Regions from separate parts of the Sus scrofa genome. Here region 1 is linked to region 2. Evidence: chromatin contacts called from public HiChIP or PLAC-seq data. All regions are on one chromosome and are shown on one strand. Each heading gives the region's core, a stretch centred on a gene start, on an enhancer-like site or on the middle of the called end of the contact. The rest is flanking DNA. Distances are from core to core; before and after follow the strand shown. Region 1 holds the start of PAXIP1 (PAX-interacting protein 1). Region 2 holds the start of INSIG1 (insulin induced gene 1).

Region 1 (6,276 bases), core at 3,387-5,886, 170 kb before region 2:
GATCAGCTGCCAAGAGCTGCCCCCACAGGAAAGGCTGCGACGCAGCACCATCTTGGAGTGCGCACAGGCTGCTGGATCAGTTCTGGAAAATTCCATCATCCTGTCATGCAACGCTGTCATCCCCGAACAGGACAGGGGCTGCCACGAAGTGAACACAGGCTGGAAGCGAGGAAGGAACAGCACGCCTGGGAGTTGTTTTAAAACACTGCAGCCGAAGGCAGACGAGCAGGATGGGGACAGAGGAACCGAGACAGGCCAAACGGGCCGCAAGAAGAGCTGAGTGTCGGCGATTCCTATGCAGCAGCCGCGTCGCAGTGTAAAATGCCCCTGCTGTGTAAAATGAAGGGGCTGGCGACCTGGCAGGGACTGGCCGCTGTCCCGCAGGTCCCTCACACCGGCGCCTGCAGACAGAACAGCCGTAGCTCCACCCAGCGGTGCTCGAGGGCTCCGGCCTCAGGGCTGGGGACACGCCCAAGGGCAGCCTTTGCTGTTGTTTGCTGCCCTGTTTTTTTCTTTAGTGTTTCAGTTTGGACGACTTATATCTAAGTATAAACATATACATACATTATGTGACGTCATCTTACACAAGAATCTCATCTCGGGGTGATAAAGGGGGTATCGCATAAGAGTCGCTATGAAGAGAGGCTTGAGAGCTTCGCCAGATTTCAGGGCGCTGCTGTAAGCAGTTTGGAGCAAGGGCCTGGCTGCGCTTCTCAGGTTCGCTGGGAAAGGCACACAACACACGTGAAGCCCGGCTGATAAGCAGCTCCAGGCCTCTGTCTGAGAGGAAGAGTCGGCAGGAAGGGAAAGGAGGCATCCCAGGCCCCACGGCTGCCAAACAGAAGACGCGAACCACAGACCAGACGGGCCCAAGCCACGGCAGGTGGAAAGGCAGGAACCTGCGGACAGCCACGTGCCCCACGTGCCCGCTGCGCTCGTCGCGGCAAACAGCAGTCATTTGGAAGGCCCAGCAGTCTCGGGAGGGTTTGGTTTACACGAGTCTCCTGTGAGGCAGATCCGTTTTCAGGTTTATCTTCAAAAAGTCAGGTTCCTAAGCCTGCACGAGTCCGTTTGGGCCCCTGGTCCCGGGGAGGGTCAGGACTTGCCAGCAGCAAGCTGGCGTCTCCACTGCCCAGCCCGACTTCACAGCGCTCTTCCCTGACTCCTACCTCTCCTTACGAAGCTTCAATAACTTTCTCACTGAATTGTTTTTAAGGCAACACACATGATAGCACGAAGAAGGGGGAAACCAGGCACCACTTAAAACAAACACGTGATGTGGTGGAGGACGAGGAAAAGCCCTCAAGGACCAAAATAACACAATTACCTTCAAAAGCCCCACATTTAAGCGCCCTCAGTTCAACTACCAGCCGCAGCAAAGCAGCACAGAGGGCAGATCAGCAAAATCCCAACGACTCGCCCAATAGCTGCGGCCCCACTTTCAGGCACAAACTCCCCACAGGTCAGGTTGGACAGTGGTGCAGGGAGCCAGCAGGGCTCAGCGGGACGAGCAGTCGCTGTGGCCCTTTTTGGAAAGCAGGGACATGGCCCACACAAGGCAGGGGCCCCTCAACTCCTCCGCCTGCAGGTGGGGGGCCGGCTCCTGGCGCTCCTGCGACAGGCCTCGGCCTGCCTGCAGAATAGACACATGTTCTTAGGAAAATCCACCAACGTCCTCTGCTTCAGGCCAACGCGTCCACGCCCCACGAGACGTCTCCCCCGCTTCGAGAGGTTCGGACAGCGACAAAACGGAGTCAGCTGTGAGGTGCAGGAACCTGGCTGTGGTGTGACTGGTCGTAAAGGGCCTGAGGCTGAGACGGGCCCTGAGACGTCAGAAGAGCTGCCTTCACCCGGTGGCCTCCCATCCAGGCGGCACCTAAGCAAACTCTGGCAAGAGCTGCGCTGAAACGTCACGCTGTGTGATAAACAGTAGAGTTAAATTCACTACCAACCTTTACGACAGGGAGATCGAAGACTTCCCGCGCTTCCCCCACTTCGGGATTGTCCCCGTCTTCCGAGATGATGTGCGAGGCTAGCGCATTGTAGGACACTTCCTTGGCTTTCCCGGCTTTCAAAAGCTGAATGACCTTGGAAAAAACCACATGAATTAAAATGGAAAACACCCCATTTCATTCTCAACTTATACAAATTACCATGAACAACAAAGTTTCTAATAAACACACACCACGTTTTCCACGTGGGATTAAGACTCTTTCACTGAGTCACATGCAATGAAACACGTGGGGACAATAAAAAGCAGCAAATCTTGATGCGCTGACTGGTCCATGTGGAAGCGACGGCGAACCACGTACCAGCCAGTCCCCGAGGACGGACGAGGTGAACACAGCAGAGACCCGGCTAGGACACAACCCATCCAGGTCTACCCTCAAGGCTTGGGGATGCATGGTTTCCAGTAAGTGGAAAAGTTTCTGCAGAGGAGCTACAGGCGTGGTGTCCTTGTGAATTCAGAGGCATCACCAGGCAAAAATACGCACGCGGTGTGGCATGAGGAGCATTCAACACAATGGGCAGGTGAAGACGATGATGAGACCCTCGATGGCAGTGTCACAGGCGCTACGCAAAACCCGCTGGGTTTTACCCCAAAATACAGAGCTGTCTTCTGGAGGCACAGAAAGGTGTGAAGCAGGGAAGCGGCCTGATCAGATCTTACAGGAAGATCCCTGACAGTGTAAGAAGAACACATGGGGTTGGCTGCAGGTCTGGAGCCAGGACGCCTGTTAAGAAACAGCTATGAACATTCAGGCGAAAGAGGCAGGTAACTAAGGGAAAAGCAGGTCATTAGGGGCAAGAAGCGATGTGAGAGCACCAGCAAGACTAGGTGCCTCCAAGGGGCCTGTGTCGGAGAAACACTGCGGGGATGAGGACTGTGTGTTTGTTTAGGGCACGTCCCTCTTCGGTGCCACTGTGAGACCTAGAAAGACACCCAGCACGTCTGAGGATGAGACCTGGGCCCCATCTGAGACGGGGCCAAGGCCCAGAGAGCGAATGAGCCCTCAAGCACCGAGCACAGGGTGGGGAGTGAAACCAACACACGTGAATGCTCTGCATCCACGTTTCGAGGATTCAGAGAATCAAATACTCTGGCTGTAAAGTTTTTTTTTTTTTTTTAGAAAATACTTTGTTTTGGATCAAAGTGGTTTGCCAAGGACACTTTAAAAGCCCTTAGACTTGATTAACAGTTGAGTGAACATGACTCCTGTTCAGCTTGGTCCAGGTTTTAAGTAACATTTGGTTCAGGTCCCTCTCAACAGCCAAAGTCCTAAAATGAGGTAGGAAGCAGGGAGGAGAAGAGTGGAGAGTGAAGAAAGGGAAATCCGTAGTCAGAAGGAAGAAGCCGTCACTCTGAGCTCAGCACCTGTTCACTATTAAATCCCAAGCCTCTTGACGCTTACCGTAGAAGAAAGGGTGCACCCTGGGAGTCATCCAAGGGCATCTGGTTCCTAAAATACCACCACAGACACCTCCAGAAGGCCCAAACCAATCGGCCTTTCACAATTCCTTCCATGCCACCCAAGTCTGTTAAGTATCTGTCTCCACTCCTGAGGAGACATCAAGACAGTACAGCCGTCTTTTCCTACACATGAGCTTTAGGAAAGCGAGTAGCCTGAGATTCAGCTGAATATTCAATAAAGGTAGGTTCCCACCATGGAAAATTAACATGCTGACGTTCCAACAGATGTATGACTTACAAAAAACTTAGGAAAGGCGACAATATCCTTTGGCGTGAGGTCACACAAGAAAATGTTTCGTGTGACCGTATTAACAGCGCATTACCCACACTTACTGTATATTTAGGAAAACCAAGAAACACGAAGTCGCTGGTAGTAAACTTCAAGGCCACACACTAGTTGCAGACGTACGACCTCAGGTGGCTGCCACACCAGGGGCAACTAACTGCCCCTCCGCAGCCAGGAACCCAGGCCCCTACTCAGCACCTCCTGCCAAAGTTCCCGTAGCCAACCCGTCCCCGCGGGACCCACTGTTGGCGGGGCCCAGGCAGCTGGAGCTGGCAGCAGGTAGGGTGTCCCTGTCTGGATTCCTCCCCACAAAGGGGCAGAGTGGGAAGCGGACAAGGCAGCTCCGCGACAGCACCCCGGTCCCCCACCACGCGGGGACCGTGACAACCGACTCTTAGCGCAGACCCCCACCCACGTGCCCTTCCCCCCCCCATCTGGGCACACCCTCCTCTTCAAGTTTCCACTCCCAGGACCTCTCCTTTCCCCGCCCGCGGGTCCCGCAGACCCCCTTCCCTCCGGCCCCCACCGCCGGCCTGCTGGGCGCCAGGCGGCCCGGCCTCCGCGCAGCCAGGCCGGCGGGCTTGGGGCAAGAGGTCCCGGACGTTCAACGTGCAGGCGCGCGCCCGGGGCGGGAGCAGAGCCGGGGACGCGGAGGACGGTGCGGGGGCGGTGTGGTACCTGCGGGTCGATGTCGCCCACCGCGTAGTACTTGACCTCCCGGAACATCTCCTCGGGAACTTTGGGCGCCTGGTCCGACATGGTCGCGGCGGCCCGAAGGCTCCGCGGCGGCTCCTGCCCCGCCCGGCCAGCCCCGCGGGGCCCGCTCCCCAACGGCGCGGCCCCGGCCCGGTCCTGCAAGTCGGGCCCGCTCCCCCGCCCTCTGCGCCCCCGCCCGCGCCGGGCCGCCCGAGCGCGGGAGCCGCGCGCGCCCTGCGGGCCGCACCATCCCGCCCGACGCCGAGGGGGAGCGCCCAAGTTAGGCGCTCGGCCCGCCCCACCCGGTGTCCGTCTTGCGGCCCGCGGCACCGGGGACACGGGTACCGAACGGCCCACTCCAGAGCCAGGGGGCCGTGGCCGCCGCCGTCCCCACAGCAGGAAGCCCCGTGCTCGCGGGGAAACGCGCCCCCCCGTCAAGGCTGGAGTGGGCCGGTCCCGGGAAAGAAGGGTACGGGCGGCCCTCCCGTCGACACGCGCGGCCGCAAGGGCGGCGCATGCGCACCGCGGAGGGGCGGGCCGGCGACGGCAACCACGGAGGGAACGGGTCCGGCTTCGGGGTCTGGGGCGCACAGAGACGGAGCGTCGCCGGCTGCTGCCTGGCAGGACCCGAGGTAACGCCTAAGGCCCAGGAAAGGGTCCTGAGTCTTGGCTGGAGGATGAGGGCGCTAGGCCGCGTAACCAGCTCCCCGGGCGCGCGCTCGCGGCCAGTGGCTTCTCGCCGTCGCCCGAACCTGCTCCTCCCGGGACCCGGACCGTCAAAAAAACGAGCCCCGCGCCCCTCCCTCCGGCTCTGCTGACGACAGACGGTCATGACGTCTTCGCGCGCTCTGACGTCATCCGGTGGCGCCTGGAGACCGGCGCTCCGGGCGCACCTGCTCTCCCAGCAGCGCTCCGGGCGCACCTGCGCGGGCACGGGATGGGGCGGCGCTGCGGCTGCGGGACGCCAGGCTCCCCGGATCCACCGAGGCCCAGAGGCCCTGAGGCGCCTGAGCGTGAAAATGCACGTGAATCAGCCCCACAGTTTCCTCCCCCAAGTGGTTCAAACCATTACCCACTGCTGCCGCTACCTTCCAAGCGGTAAAGCCCTTTTATTTATTTATTTTTTATTTTATTTTTTGTCTTTTTGCTATTTCTTGGGCCGCTTCCACGGCATATGGAGGTTCCCAGGCTAGGGGTCGAATTGGAGCTGTAGCCACCAGCAACGCAGGATCCGAGCCGCGTCTGCAACCTACACCACAGGTCACGGCAACGCCGGATCGTTAACTCACTGAGCAAGGGCAGGGACCGAACCCGCAACCTCATGGTTCCTAGTCGGATTCGTTAACCACTGCGCCACGACGGGAACTCCAAGCCCTTTTAAATAAACGGTAGTGTAATTGGTTAGGAGAGAAACCTTTCCAAGGTACTGTGGCACCTTAATACAACCCTAACTCATCTCAGAGGCCTTTGTTGTATCACTTTAAGTCTGCGATAAGGGAGACGTTCTGAACGTGAAAGTTGACGTGGTCGGCTCATTGATCGGTACAATGTACACTGACTTTTTAAAAACGGTGAATAGGGTTTTGATTGTACACTTGTGTGTAATAAATGATTTTGTATGAGTAGCAAGTAAGGATACGATAAGCCTTTTAAATATTCTTAGGTTTTATCATTGTATTGTTTTCTGGTTTCGTCTTTTTCATTTGCGTTTTGAACAGTCTGAAACGGTGTTATTCTAAAAGCCAACATCCTTTTTAACAAACAAAATATGAGAACTTGCCTGAATGAGTAAGAATGTGCTGTCCTTCCTTTGAATACCCCA
Region 2 (6,301 bases), core at 1,660-4,159:
ACAGCACAGGAACCCGTGTTTTTACGAAGCGTGTACTTGGGCACATGGAGGATTAAAACGGAAAGATATCAGAATAGTCAGCAAGGCCAAGCAGAACGGCAGGAGGAAAAATGGTGAAGAAAACCATTCTAGATCCCAGCAGACAGACACACCTTTTTCTGGCTGTCAGGAATCCCTGCATACAGCTGCTCGGTACCAAGTAAAGAGCGGTCATCTCAGCTTACTTGGCCTCCTGTACCTGAACAGACCAGGTTCTGAAAGCACATGTGCCAGAGAGAAGCTTCCTGCATTTGCTGGTGCTTCCCAGTGGGATCCATGACTCGCCGACATTTCAGGGGTGAGGCCGTGCTGTACGTGCATGTCCTTGAGGTTAACAGCTTGGTTCATATCAGGGCCTCTCAGCCCGTGTGTGCAGGACTTGAGGCCGATGGAGGGCAGGGGAGGCCCAGCACAGGCTGATGGTTGAGGAAGGAATGGCTCTGGCCATACAGCCCCCCACTCTATGGAGGTATCATCGTTTATCTAACCATAGCTGGGCAGCTTTTTCTGTTCTGGCGGCCACCCAGTTCCAATGTTACTGTGACAGTCTGTGCATGTTCACACACACCCCTATCTTCACGCACTTGTGTACGATGCATTGGCGATGATGGCCAAGACCTGGATTCCTTGACGTCAAAATTGCTTTGAACAAAGCGTATGGTGCTGACTGGGACAGAGGAAAGCCTGGCGCTGCTCACCCGGAGGCAGAGCAGAGGATGGGGGCCCCTCTCCAGCCACTCTTGCTTTGTCTGGTCACGCTCGAGAAAAGAAAACAAGTCCCATTATTAGCCAAGGCCGTCTTGATGGAACATGATCGTTTGTGAGAGTCATTTCTGCTTATAATCCACAGAGACGACACTTTTATTTATTTATTTATTTATTTTTGTCTTTTAGTCTTTTGTTGTTGTTGCTATTTCTTGGGCCGCTCCCGCAGCATATGGAGGTTCCCAGGCCAGGGGTCGAATCGGAGCTGCAGCCACTGGCCTACGCCAGAGCCACAGCAATGCGGGATCCGAGCCGCGTCTGCAACCTACACCACAGCTCACGGCAACGCCGGATCCTTCACCCACTGAGCAAGGGCAGGGACCGAACCCGCAACCTCATGGTTCCTAGTCGGATTCGTTAACCACTGCGCCACGACGGGAACTCCCGACACTTTTAATTCATGCTTGAATCATAAAAGATGGGGTTAAATTCCTGCTGGCGTCATGGACAGCGGTAGGACATCTACACAACCAGGGTGTGTTTGGCTGGTAAGGCAGAGGTGACAGGGAAACCAGTACTGATCCTGGGGCAACAGTAACACACTAAAAAGGCAAATGCCTTTTTTTTTTTTAATTTAAAAATTTTTTTTCGGCCACTCCCTGCCATTGTGGACGATCCCGGGCCAGGGATCAAATCCGTGCCACAGCAGCAACCTGAGCCACAGGAGTGACAACGCCGGATCCTTAACCCACTGCGCCACAAGGGAACTCCACGGCAAATGTCTTCGCACAGCGCTGCCTGACCAGTCACCTAACGGATCACCCTTGGGGGCCAGGAGAGTGAGCCATCCACTGCAGGCATGGCTTTTCTTTGTAGTCTCCTGATGGCCATCACAAATTCATGTGAATTCCCACCCCATCAGCCCCTAAAAATGAAGTCTGAGAAATGTTGATACCTCAGGAAGGTTTTTTCCAACCTTCTGCCATAAAAACCACAAACCCTGAGGTACGATGCCACACAATGCAGTACTTGACACCGCCTAAGCCTGTGAGCTCTCTTGACCCTATTAGAGCACAGACTTCCTCTCACCTGCAGAGAGAAAAGGCCGCACACTTGCTCTACTGTCTTTCCAGGACATCTTAAGTATCTTGCTCAACAAAATGTGGGTTTCCAGGTGGCACAGGGCCTGCCCTGCTATTTAGATGGTGTGACCATGGGGCAAACAGGATATAAATACATTACATCAACAAGATAAAACAGCGTTCTATTTTTTCTAAGTGGTTCTGATGGTTTGTTTCCCACTGAAAGACAATTCGAAACGAGAAGAAACGATTTTATGAATGACGATTTCATCATTTACATTTTCGTAAGTATTTTATGTCAGAAAAGTTTTCTGAACCACGCTGGTGGCAGAAAAACATAAAAGCACCCTTAACAACACCTAGATCCTTGCACGCAGCATACACAGCTCTCGTCTCCGAGCCCTCGCTCCCTGCCAGCACCTGCTGGTCGCTGCGCACACGAACCCGCTTTGCATGAGCAGGTGCGGCCACCACTGAGAGAGCTGACAAGGACCAGAGGTCAGAGCATCTTCAGGGCACAGGCGGCTGCAGAGTGACCAAGTGGAGCGGCCGCAGGGGAGAGGCTTGCCAACCGCCACGCCTGGGTGAGGGTCCGGCGACCTAGCTGTTCAGCCGCCGGACTCCAGGCCCGCGGCTGCCAATCCCTGGAAATCGCCCTCTCTCCGCGGTCCGCCGGGAACCTGCGCGGGGCGCCTCCCACCCGGGGCCCCGGATGCTCTCGGCCGACCCCTGCCTGCCGTCGGTGCGGCCCCCGCCCCCGCCCCGTCCGGCCGCGCCCAGTTCCAGCCCCCGTCCCGGGCCGGGAACAGCCAGTCCGCCGCCGGCCGTCCGCGCTCCCGAGCCAGTGCGCCGAGCTCGGGGCGGCGGTGGCGTGTGATGACGTCATATGGGCCGCCCGCCCACGATTGGCCGCGGCCGCCTCACCAGACCGTGAGCGGCCGTGCGCGCGGCCGGGGCGGGGCGCGCATGGGCCACGCCCCGAGAGCGCGGGCGGGGTGGCGGGCCCGGCCGGGGTCACGTGAGCAGCGGTATCACCGCCCGCCTTATAAGCTGCGCCGCGCGTGGACGGCCGCGGGCTCAACTCCAGGCGTTCTGGGCCGCGACTCTCCTCGGCGACCTCCTCCCCCGGCGAGCCCGCGGGCGGGCGCCCTTGGCCAGGTACGAGGGTGCGGCAAGGGAAACTGGGCCGGGAGCGGTGGGGAGCCCTGGGGACGGGGATGTCGAGGTCCCGGCAGCCGCCCCTCTAGACGGCCTTCCATTGGGGTCCTCAGCACCCACCCTCGGGCCTGGGTGCGCACCCTGACTCCAGCCCCAGCCGCGGGGTGGGGGACTGCATCCCCGACATCAGGTGGGCTCTGCCAGGGCTGTTCTCCGTCCGGGACGACCCCAGCAACTTGTCCTGGGGCGGCCTGCCGCTGGCTGGCCTCTGCCTCCTGCAGACGGGCGGATTCTGAAAAACTTTTGGACTGTACGGCCCAGAACTTCAGGGCTCATACAAGGAGGTACTGCAGCGGGATCACCCAGGTGTAGCTAACACCTGGCTGTGGCTGCAGCCTGTGCATCACCCAGGGCCCGGGTGTGGACAGGGTCCTTGCAGCCCCTCCCCCGCAGTACTTGCCCGTGGGCTACCCTGTGCGGCTGACTCCCTGAGACTCGGGGGTTTTCCTGGCCAGTGAACGTGCCCAGAGCCATGTCTCTGGGCCTCTCTGAACCTGCCCTGTCCCTTGGAAGTGAACTTGATCGGGATTCCCTCTCCCCACCCCCGTTTTCCTTCTAGGAAAGCCTGTCAGGTGTGGCTGATGCCCAGACTGGACGACCACCTCTGGAGCTGTCCCTGTGTTAAGGGCACGAACCACAGAGGCCACCCCAGGGCCAGTGCCAGAGGGCAGGAGGCCAAAGTGGGGGAGATGATCAGCTCCTCTGTGTCAGGCCCCTCTCTGCTGGTGGCCCACGGTGCCCAGGGCCCTGACCCCTCTCATGCGCCTCAGAGCACTGGCATGGGGAGCCATGGTGGCAGCGGCCACACCAACAGCTGGCATCACCACCTGCTGCAGAGGAGCCTGGTGCTGTTCTCGGTGGGGGTCGTGCTGGCCCTGGTGCTGAACCTGCTGCAGGTCCAGAGGAATGTCACCCTGTTCCCCGAGGAGGTTATTGCCACCATCTTCTCCTCAGCCTGGTGGGTCCCTCCCTGCTGTGGGACGGCCGCTGGTGAGTAGAAACAAACGACGTCTGTCTGGTGAAAAGCGGTTTTCAGCCTGTGGGAACCATTTGTGTGAAAATGGAACCATCCACAGAGGAGACTGTGCATCCCAGCGACTGTGTTTGGGGAGGGGGCTTGGAGGCTGGAGGAGGCCCGGTGGTGGAGATGGCGGGGAGGCCACTGGCTGCTTCTCGCCCGCTCGTGCCAGGCTGGCCAGGTCCTTCCCTCTTCCTGACCCGGCCCTGAGGCCAGTGCTGGGGGAGCCCCGCAGCTGTCATCCTAACCAGCTGCCCGGATTGGCCGCGGGCAGGACTGGTGAGCGGCGGGGCTGGAGTGCCATTGGCTGCCCCGGGGAACACGCTACCGGCCCGGTAACTGAAAACAAACCGTCACGTGGGCCCAGTGGGCAGAGCTGCTGCCCCAGCCCAGCGGCCTCCTGCTCTTCCTTTTTTGGAACAGCCCAGTGAACGTGGCCAGAGCCTGGCCTTGCCCCCACCGCTGGGCTCTGGGATGAAGGAAAAGGAAGTCTCTGTTTAGAGTTTGGACAGGAGCCACCCTGGCCAGACCCAGTCGTGACCCCGGGGCAGCAGTCTGCTGTGGACAGGTGGACTGGCTGTTTGGAGTAGAGTTGCTCAGTTATTTGGTTGCTCAGTTATTTGGTTTTATAAAAATGGCTCAGAAGGTCACTCAGTTCTTCCGGTCACACAGCATTTGCTGTGGACGAATTAATGGATGAATGGACACCTGCCGGGTGCTCTCTGTGGCCTCCGCCCGCCTGGCTGTAAAGCACGGAGCAGACACTCCCGTCGGACAGCCTCGCGTTGTAGCTCCCCTCTGTGAACTGCCGACCTCGCGGGCTCTGATCTTTCTCCTTTTTTCTTCTTTTTTTGGCCGCGGTGCGTAGCCACTTGATGTGGGGTCTCAGTTCCCAGACCAGGGACTGAACCCCGGCTGCAGCGGTGAAAGCGCCACGTCGGCCCCACGGGCCACCAGGGAACGAGCGCCCTGCCTCCTGTTCCGTAGGCTGTGCTTCCTTTGGTCCTTTCAGCAGTGCTCTGCTTCAGCGCCACTGCACAGAGGCGAGAACTGAATCAGAGAGGTGAAGCTCCTGTGTCTGCAGGGGCACAGCGGAGTGACAGGTCCCCGTTCGCAACCCTGCCTATACTGCCCCCTGGAGTCTGGGTGTGTCCCCTGCACCCTGGAGAGGGGCGTCTTCTCAGCAGGCTCACTTCAAACTGCAAGGAAGCAGTGGGCTTGGAGTGGAGCTTGTGTCCTAGGCAGGATGCCTCATGACGGGGACACTATGGTGATGAAGCAGAGAGTGGAAGGTTTTTCTCTTTGTTCTCAGAAACACTGGCTACTGTTGTTTTTCTAACCCCTTTAAGTTCATGGCTCTACTCTTAATCCTTTTGGAGAAACATCTCTTTCTATTCACATTTGGCACAATAGTTTCTTTGAATCAAAAGCTTGATTTTTAAAACCACTGAACCATTTTAGTTTAGGCTTGATTTGCAATTGAAGCTTCAAGGAATTCCAGGCATATCTGAAACACAACTTCTCATACCTTACTCACTTTTTTTTTTAAACCATCCGTCAAGGGCATAAGGGGAGAAATTCCATAGTACATTTTCACTTATTTAGCTTTTAACCTTAAAGGGCAAGATTAAGTTATACTGACTTGAGTCACAGAATGGTTGGGGTTCATTTTTCAAAATGCAAAAGCAGAACTGGATAAAATGTAATATGAAATTGAAACTGAAACTCTTTCATTGAATGCTGGGCCACAGTGTGTTTCTGCCCATTGAATGCTGGGCCACAGTGTGTTTCTGCCTGCCTCTCTGTTCAGGAACCTGAAATGGTTCCGTCTTTGCTGGGACGGCAGGTGCTGCACGCTCATGAGCCTCAGCAGCGGGGTGACCTCACGAGGGCCCTGGCACCACACCCTCTTCTCTCCTGCTCTTCCTTCCTTCGACTTCTCTCTGGAGCGCCACGCCTTCCCCCGTCTGAGTTCTCTGTGAAGTCCCACGGCTGAGGACAGCCTCACTCTTCTGAGCACACTACGCGCTCCCTCCTCGGGCTTCTCGGTCCATAATCCTCATCATCTTTCGCTTGAGGAAACAAACAGGAGGCGTCCGGTTCCCTCCTTTCCCACGCGATGCCCCGCTCAGGGCCTGGGCTCTGGGACCGTCGGGTGTGGCTGCCCCGGGACCCCGACCCACCACAGCCCGTGCTCGGGGGCTCCTGCGGAAAATGCAGGAACCCCTAACAGGGCAGT

The links. HiChIP or PLAC-seq counts read pairs in DNA pulled down with a chosen protein or histone mark.
Region 1: a contact with region 2 is called in an H3K27ac HiChIP or PLAC-seq map of alveolar macrophages. The contact joins the promoter of PAXIP1 here to the promoter of INSIG1 in region 2. A contact is called at or near these places in 1 of 47 Hi-C or Micro-C datasets (embryonic fibroblasts) and 2 of 2 datasets of contacts at active chromatin or transcription factors (alveolar macrophages and skeletal muscle).

The regions. Positions count from the first base shown.
Region 1 is chr18:3,065,213-3,071,488 of Sscrofa11.1, reverse strand. PAXIP1 (PAX-interacting protein 1) reads right to left here and starts at 4,636. Exons shown (of 21, transcript XM_021078627.1): 1 at 4,437-4,636; 2 at 1,953-2,087. The coding sequence starts at 4,517.
Region 2 is chr18:2,895,366-2,901,666 of Sscrofa11.1, reverse strand. INSIG1 (insulin induced gene 1) reads left to right here and starts at 2,909. Exons shown (of 6, transcript NM_001244521.1): 1 at 2,909-2,984; 2 at 3,604-4,034. The coding sequence starts at 3,626.